Regions from separate parts of the Mus musculus genome. Here all the other regions are linked to region 3. The links are chromatin contacts, called in public ChIA-PET and HiChIP or PLAC-seq maps. All regions are on one chromosome and are shown on one strand. Each heading gives the region's core, a stretch centred on a gene start, on an enhancer-like site or on the middle of the called end of the contact. The rest is flanking DNA. Distances are from core to core; before and after follow the strand shown.

Region 1 (2,700 bases), core at 99-2,598, 150 kb before region 3:
GCTTGGGGACTCTTATGGAAAAGTAGGAAAAAGGATTGTGGGCCCCGAGGGGGATAGGAACTCCACAGGAAGACCAACAGAGTCAACTAATCTTGACTCTTGGGTCTCTCAGAACCTGAGCCACCAACCAAATAACACACACGGGCTGGACCTAGGCCTCCCTGCACAAATGTAGCAGATGTGCAGCTTGACCTTCATGTGGGTCCCAAACAACTGAAGTAGGGGCTATCTCAAGCACTGTTGCCTGTCTGTGGATCCTATTACCCTAATTGGGCTGCTTTGTCTGGCCTCAGTGGGAGAAGTGCCTAGCCTTGCAGAGATTGAAGTGCCAGGGTGAGAGGATACCCAGGGGACTCCCACCCTCTCAGAGAAGAAGGGAAGTGATATAGGGGGAAGGATTATGTGAGGGGGAGACTGGGAGGGGCAGTGAGCAGGATGGAAAGTGAATATTTTTTAAATAGTAATAGATAGATAGATAGATAGATAGATAGATAGATAGATAGATAGATAGATAGATAGATAGATAGATAACTCTAGGCATTGTGATGTATACTTACAACCCCAGCACTGGGAGGCAGAGCTAGGAGGATCCTTAAGAGCCTCTAGCCAGAAAGTCCAGCTTACTTGCTGATTTGCAGGCCAGTAAGGGACAGTATCTCAAAAATAAGGTAGACAGCACTTGAGGGATGCCACTTTAGGTTTCCTTTTGACTTTCACATATATGTTCACATATATACACAAGCATCTGCAAACACAAACATACACATGTGCACATATTCAAAAAAAAAGAAGAAAATCCACCGATGTTAAGTGCATTTCCAAGGATTATTAGAAAGAGAGCTATGGCCACAGAAAAATGAACAATAACAAAAATAAAACAACAACAACAAAAAACCCTCAGACTTCAAGCCTCATGTTGTTGCATCACACTGAAATTAAGTATGTCCGTCCAATTATTAACAGTGTAGATAGGAAGTATTTCTGTGCTCTGCATGTACAGAGTACCCATATTTACTTCAAAGAGTTCAACTGAACAAACCACCAGTCTGCCCAAGAAAAAAACCACCTCCAAGTATACCTTTTAGTTACTTAGGGTAAGAATACTTTTTTCCCTATATTTTTAATCACAAATCATTTGCCCACAGGTTTCTCTGTCTCATCAATGTTTCATGAAATGTTTCTAGCGTATGCCGGTTGTGTGCTGCAGACTGTTGAAGTATGATCTGAGACTTCTGCAGATTTCTACACTCTGAAACGACAAAAATGTTTGTGCAAGCTCCTGGCTATCTCCTAAATCATAGTTCCTTTTAAGAGCAACTTATTTCCTGTTCAGGTCCACACACCACAACTTATCTGCTTTTCAACTTTTACCAATGTTTTCTCTTTCACTTACAGCCACGTCTAACAAAGAAACATCTTTTAACTGCTTTGCACCCGATGTAAGTGGAGAACATAAAAACCGCACCAGGGTTGACAGGCTAGGCGGCCAGCTAAACTTAGTGATTAAATGATACAATTGCTATACCACAGCCTCAGAAAGTAGAATTCAAACTGCCAAAACAAGAATCTGGAATGGCAGATGCCCTCAACTTTCCTACCAGATTCAGAAACTGACTCATCTTTAGAGAGTCTAAAGCATAAAACAATGTCTGGACCCTAACAGGTACTCAACAAATAGTAACTAACCAGACTCTGAATTCTCCTTCTGCAGGACAACAAGGAAAGTGCATAGTCATTGAATGAAAGATACCCTTATCTCTTATGGTTACTGGACCATCTACTAGCTGTTCTCCATTCAAGAAAAAGTTATTATTTGTGCATAGTAACTAAGCATCACTGGGCCTCAAGTGTTTTCTAATATATTAGTATCTAATTCAAAGTTTGGTCTTTTTTACATAGAGGATTTTTAACTGCAGAGGAATGAGGCTCAGATCATCAGTGAGGTAGGATGACACTCAACCAACTATAAAAATCTCAAGAAGGATTAGAAAAGATCCCCCTGAAAGTCATCTAATAAATGTCAAAAGCTTTCCTCCATGTTTTAACCCTTTGAACCCAACAATTGCACATCTGGAAATTTCACCTTAGAAATAACAAAGGATGACTATGTATGAACTCACAAATATTTAGTAAAAATATAAAGAACACATGTTTTACTTGACAAGTGATATTAGAGGATAGTTCAAAGAAAAATAACAAAAAGTAATAATAACAGGAAAGAAATAGAATGGTAAGATGATATTTCCTCCCATTAATTAATCTGGCAGAATTAAAAACTTCAGTTAAATACCTATCATTGTCAGGGATTGAGAGTATGTAATAGGTACCCTTGTTTTGAGGTTACTTGCCTGAATGTATTGAAGTTATAAATGTCCATACTCTATAACACAGCTATTAGATCTTCAGGCATCTATCATATAGAAATGCACATGTACAAAATCTCCAGAAGTAGATATAAGAATACTGGTTACAATTGCCATTTATTGTTTTTAAAAATTACAAACAGAAGGTCTACAACTATTACCAGGAAAGTCTATATTATGTCATGTCAGTATTATGGAACAACTTGAATCCATTTTTTTTTTAAAAAAACAGTGTGTTGGGACTGGAGAGGTGGCCTGGTGAGTGGTGAACACTAACTACTACTTTTGTAGATGGCCTGGGTCTGATCTCCAGCATGCACATCACATAGCTTACAAC
Region 2 (2,700 bases), core at 17-2,516, 130 kb before region 3:
TAACAGACACTTAGTTCTTACTATGTTCCAGTGTTCATACTGCAAAGTAACACTTTGCAAATCTTAACCCATGAAATTCACATCATAGCATTACTGGTTTGTTTTGTTTTGTTTTGTTTTCCCATTGTAATTAAGGAAGCTGGGACACAGAAAAGTTCTTGAAGGTCAGACAACTATTAAGTAGAAGAGCCAAGATTATAAACTCAGGCCACCCCAGTCATAGATTCTGTGCTTTTAACCCTAAGTCCTGTTGTGCTAACATTTACCAAGCACTTCCTGAGTGCCAGACATCATGCTAAGTGTCTTACACATGAGAGAACTAAAGCTTGGAAAGAGTTAGGTACCTTTCTGAAAAACCACGAGTCTAGAAGCGACAAGTTGAGATTCCGACCCATGTTTCTTGGCCTTTGGGGCCTGGATTCTTAATACTTGTAGACTGGGACTTCTATTTTAGGCTTCATTTATCTTCAAGCATTCTCAGGGTTATCTCACATAGCCAGTGTTCCCTAAACTTATCTGTATGCTTCATCCAGAGGTCTTGATAAATTTGGGTTTTAGATCAACACATGTGGGCCTAGGCCCAAGATTCTGCACGTCTCCCGGGCACCCTGGTGACCAGGATGCTGCCCACACAGGGGCATATGGAGGGTGCAGACAGCAAGAGATGGACATTATCCTTTGCAAGGCTCGAACTGTAGTATATATAAAAGAAGAAAGAACTAGAAATATTCAATAAAGTTCTCTTAGGGCTTTTAAAGCTCCTAGTGTGGTTCAGAATGTGATTCCCCCCCCCCCATGCCTTCAGAGCTCCTTTTCAAAGCAACTAAGTAATGTGAGTGACCACAAGCATCATTAAAGACAAAAGACCCACATGTCCAAGACCCTTATTTTACACCAGTGAGGAAGCACAGCCAAGAAGTGACTTGCCAAGGTTACAGGGCTAGGGAACATAGGTGCCACTGACACAGGCGGATGCTGCTTAGACCTATTATGCCTGTGGCTGTCCTATTCAAAGTCAGAGGCTGGTTGTTGATGTATGAGATAACTCTATTTCTGACCAGCTCTCTCCTACTGCTTCCAGCCAAGAGCTGGACTCAGAGGAACACCCAAAATGCCTCTTTCGTGATGCCTTGGGGTCAGCAACACACCCCCTATAGCCTGAACAGACAGGAAGCAAAAGTGAGACAGGAAGGAATATGCAGAGTGGCCTGAATTTAGGAGGATTGATACCACAAAAAGGAAGGGGTGAGGTTCCCACATGCCCTGAGGTGCAGAGGAAGTGGTTAGAGTCCTTGTGAGAGCTGACAACTTGAGAACAAAGGAATACTACAGACAGCCTAGATTTCAGGCTATGAAGAAGGGGTTTGCTGCTATATCTGTGACAAGAAATCCCGCCTACCCTGGAGCAGACCTGAGCTCTATAAAGGTACAAACCCAGGTAACAGAAAGACTAGAAAGACCAAACCTTCAAGGTCGAAGCTGGGAGCCAACCTCACCCTGGAGCCCTGGTTTCTAAATGTCTAGAGCAGTGGTTCTCAACCTTCCTAATGCTGAGACCCTTGAATACAGTTCCTCATGTTGTTATGACTCCAAACTATCAAGTTATTTTCATTGCTACTTCATAACTGTAATTTTGCTACTGTTATGAATTGTAATGTAAATATTTTTGGAGATAGAGGGTTCCCAAAGGGGTTGTGACCCACAGACTGAGAACCACTGGTCTAGAGCCATCTTCCTTTACTTAGTAGGTCTTTAGTAAAATCCACAGTCCAATGTGTCAGGTGCTGTGGGATACATAATGAAAGTAAAACAGCGTGGTCAGTATCCACATGTAATTAATTGTTGATTTCGTGGAACAATCTGAGTATTCAGAGTTCCCGAAGCAAGCAGGAAGAAATAGATGTTAGTAGAGGAGCTCACAAGGGAAAACAGGAATGAGCCTAAGGAAATCAGAAGAGGTTCCATGGAAAAGTTGCCATCTGAGTTAAGAGGTCCTAAGCAGGTGTGACTGAACACTAGAATGTCCTTGATTCTTACTCTGTCCCTGTATCGCCAGCCTTTAGCCTGTAACTTCATACCCATCCCCTGTTCTGGGGCATCCAGCCCCATGGCTTGCTTTGGCCATCCAGATGTTAGAATAGACAAAGGAGAGGTCTAAAATATTACCTAATAGATCAACTTGAATTTTTATATTTCAGTCATCACTAAGGAAATAGGCTAAGGCTACTCTACCAGAGGCCAAGACAAGCAGGCCATAGCCAATTCAGTCCAGTTATCCTAGTGAAGAGCTTGTCAGACTAATATATGAGTGAGCTCAGTCAAGGGCAACAGAGACACCTAGTCACCTGTTTCAAGCATGACGTGTTTATTATTGTATGCCATGGAGGTTTTGTGACTGTTTCAGGCATCATTATTATGAAAATAAGTAACTGATATAATAAGCAAAAAGTCTGTGAGACTGGAACACTTGAGTATTGCCTGGAGAGATTCCTTTGGAAAACTAGCTTCATGTGATTTTAATAAGTACTACTTAAAATAAGGCTCTGCTGGTTAAATACATTGGGGAAATGCCGAGTAAATGAAAATAACAGGTTTCTTGATGGAAGGCTTCCCAGGGACTTGTCTGCAAAATTGTACATTGTGAATCAGAGAGAGAGAGAGAGAGAGAGAGAGAGAGAGAGAGAGAGAGAGAGAGAGAGA
Region 3 (2,700 bases), core at 77-2,576:
AAACATCAAAATATGTAAGCATGTATTATGAGCAGCAATGATTTTACTTTGCATTATTAGATATTCTTTTGGCTCTCATGCTTATGCAGACAGCAAAGAATTTTTGGGTTCTTGTGTCTATTCAGAAAGCAATGTTTTGAGGTTTTTTGGTTTGGTTTGGGGGTTTTTTGGTATTTTTGTTTTTTGTTTTTATTTTTGTTTTATGGGGGTTTTTTTGTGTTTCTCATTTCAATGTAGACACAATGGGAAGGTGGAGAGTATGTAACATGCACAGTACCCTGAGTTCAGTTCCCAGTACTGTAAAAAGAGAAAGGGAGGGGGGAGAGATGAAAAGGATTATGCAAAGTATAATTTCCCTCATAAATATCCCCTTCAGACTTTAGAAACAGGATTATCAGTTGCCCATCTGACAAGCCATCTCAAACTCAAGTTAGATGAAGATCACCCACCACATTAGAATGTGTTTGCTTCAGTTCATGTTGAAGTGAAGGGTGTTTTCCCTATATCTGATATCGTCACTGGAAGTACGTCATTTATGAAAGGAAACAAAGGAGCCACCACTGCTACCACCATCGCCATGGCCATATCATCTTAAATCGGGATAGGGGAGGTTACTGAAACAGCCCTTCAAACACAGTGTCTCCCAGTAAGACACTGCTGCCACTGACGTCAGCAGGAAGGCCGTGTACAGAGTGTCCAGTGGAGAGACGGTACAAAATATTCAAGCTGATGAAGATCCTATGAATCAAATGGCCCTGCTGTGCTCTGCTCAACACTATTTCTGTCTTGCGTGAGGTATGTATCCTGAATTTGATTCACTGGTTTTTAACACCATTCACTGACAGTATGGTGTTTGGTTGAAGCAAGAGACTTCAATTAGGAACTGAAAAATCCTCTGCAGTACGATTGAAGCATAGCAGTTTCAGACAGGTAGAAAGCTGTAAGGACTACAAAAGGCCGGGAAGGAATTGCATTTGTAATTACTTGCTAAGGGAGGATGGGCAATGCAAAAGGTAGCTAAGAAGCAGGTAACTCAGCCAGCCTCAGGCTTGAGTTTGGGACTATGACTCAGGAAGATCTCTTAGTACCCATTGGCCTCAGTTTCTTGATCTGAAAAAATAGAGCTAGTGCAGAAACAATCCAAAAGAAAAAATTTTTTTACATGATGAAATGAAGCAGTCACTAAATGCAGAGTGGGACCTTTTTTTTTTTTAAACCGGAAGTGTTCTTGGAAGTCATTCAAGCCAGTGCTTCACCACCCCCACTTGAGAAGATGTAACACAGAGCCACAAGAAGACTGGAGTCCTGTGGTTACTGCAGCTAGTAGCGCACTCAGGCCGGTAAACCTAAGACTGTTTCCTGTGCTTATTTGCGTTGTTCCTCTACCAGCATACCCTGCTGCCTACCCTCTTCCACAGAGCAGAACTCCAGGAAATAGCTAGGAACTTCTTCCCCTTCCTCTAGAGAGACATGTCTCAGGCACAGGGAACTAAAAGGTATGGACTTTTCTAATGAAGCTTTTGCCTCCTGCTCACTTTAATCCACTGCAAATGTCTCTGGGAAATAAAATATTGGCAGGTTTGTCCAACAGCTGCTCAGCCTAGAGACCACAGCTTATTTTGGTCCATTTATGTTAACTCATCTGTCTTAAGCTCTTTGTTAGTGACTCACTGCATACTGCTACCAAAAATATACACCAAAATCCAAGAATCATTCATATGAAGGGCAAGCCTCTTCCTTAAAATGCTGCATTTCTGCCTTGTTTTGATGAAGTTATTCCTCCCCTGCCCCCATTACGTTTTCCTCTCTCCTTTTCTTTCTTCTCCATCTTTGATCACCACCAGTAGCTTGGAAGCTGCAGGGTGTGATCAAGAGAACTGTAGACAATCTGACTTTGGTGCTGGCCTGAAATTCTTCAGCTGTTAAAACCTAGCAACATCACAACTGTCTAAAGCGTAAGTTTCCTTCCCTATACTATGGCGGGGGGGGGGGCTGTTAATACTGTAGCTCCCACCAACACGATTCCAAGAACTTTCTTGTAACTTCCCCTTAAAGATTCCAATCTCAGAAGAAAGGATCTTTTCTTTCATTACCCTCCGTGTGTGTGTATGTGTGTGTGTGTGTGTGTGTGTGTGTGTGTGTGTGAGTGTGTGTGTACATTCCACATCACACCACACTTGAAAAGGTAAAAGGACACTTTTGTAGAATGGGTCCTCTCTCCATGTGAAATCAATGAAATTAGGTTGCCAAGCTTGGTGGCAAGCACCATTACCCACTGAACCATTCTGCCAAGCCTGTCAGGAGGGTATTCATTTGCTACATAAACTGCATTTTAAAATGAAACATTAACATCCCCCATCTTCTATTAATTGCTCATATAAACAATCTAATTAACATACAGAAGAAATAATCAAGAATAGTATTAAATAGGAAATGAAAAATGTGTGAAAGATAAAGTTGATTTACTTACCAAAATGCACTGAGACTTATCACAGGAAAGAAAACATGTCATCTTTGTTAGACTGAGCAAAATATTGAAGACAATTTATATGCTATGCTGTAGATTTAAAAATAGACAGATGTGGGAAGGATACAGACCAATTTCAGGGTGATGTTGACTTCCAGGGAGGAGGAAAAGGAAGGAGATAGGAGAGCAGATTTCCAAGTGGATGTGAAGTGTATATGTATTATTTTACTTAA

The links. ChIA-PET counts read pairs in DNA pulled down with a chosen protein or histone mark. HiChIP or PLAC-seq counts read pairs in DNA pulled down with a chosen protein or histone mark.
Region 1: an H3K27ac HiChIP or PLAC-seq map of regulatory T cells shows a contact between it and region 3, with 5 times the contacts expected there. The contact joins two enhancer-like sites. A contact is called at or near these places in 5 of 39 promoter capture datasets (3T3-L1-derived adipocytes, the C10 cell line, hippocampal neurons and 2 more), 7 of 484 Hi-C or Micro-C datasets (CD4 T cells, CD8 T cells, CD8 central memory T cells and 3 more), 3 of 115 datasets of contacts at active chromatin or transcription factors (embryonic stem cells, memory CD8 T cells and regulatory T cells) and 3 of 9 other capture datasets (adipose tissue, liver and pancreatic islet).
Region 2: a contact with region 3 is called in an RNA polymerase II ChIA-PET map of memory CD8 T cells, with 12 read pairs. The contact joins two enhancer-like sites. A contact is called at or near these places in 1 of 39 promoter capture datasets (pre-B cells), 3 of 484 Hi-C or Micro-C datasets (CD4 T cells and CD8 T cells), 1 of 115 datasets of contacts at active chromatin or transcription factors (memory CD8 T cells) and 1 of 9 other capture datasets (adipose tissue).

The regions. Positions count from the first base shown.
Region 1 is chrX:159,054,868-159,057,567 of GRCm38.p6, forward strand. No RefSeq gene overlaps it. Among named protein-coding and RNA genes, the nearest start is that of Rps6ka3, 200 kb to the right of the region's middle. Within about 2 kb of position 1,349, at least 19 of the 459 cell types and tissues checked have an H3K27ac peak or open chromatin away from gene starts, as enhancers often do. A contact at or near this core is called in CD8 T cells, CD8 central memory T cells, group 2 innate lymphoid cells and 2 more, where this site is marked.
Region 2 is chrX:159,079,480-159,082,179 of GRCm38.p6, forward strand. No RefSeq gene overlaps it. Among named protein-coding and RNA genes, the nearest start is that of Rps6ka3, 170 kb to the right of the region's middle. Within about 2 kb of position 1,267, at least 39 of the 459 cell types and tissues checked have an H3K27ac peak or open chromatin away from gene starts, as enhancers often do. A contact at or near this core is called in CD8 T cells and memory CD8 T cells, where this site is marked.
Region 3 is chrX:159,209,770-159,212,469 of GRCm38.p6, forward strand. No RefSeq gene overlaps it. Among named protein-coding and RNA genes, the nearest start is that of Rps6ka3, 45 kb to the right of the region's middle. Within about 2 kb of position 1,327, at least 46 of the 459 cell types and tissues checked have an H3K27ac peak or open chromatin away from gene starts, as enhancers often do. A contact at or near this core is called in CD8 T cells, CD8 central memory T cells, group 2 innate lymphoid cells and 2 more, where this site is marked.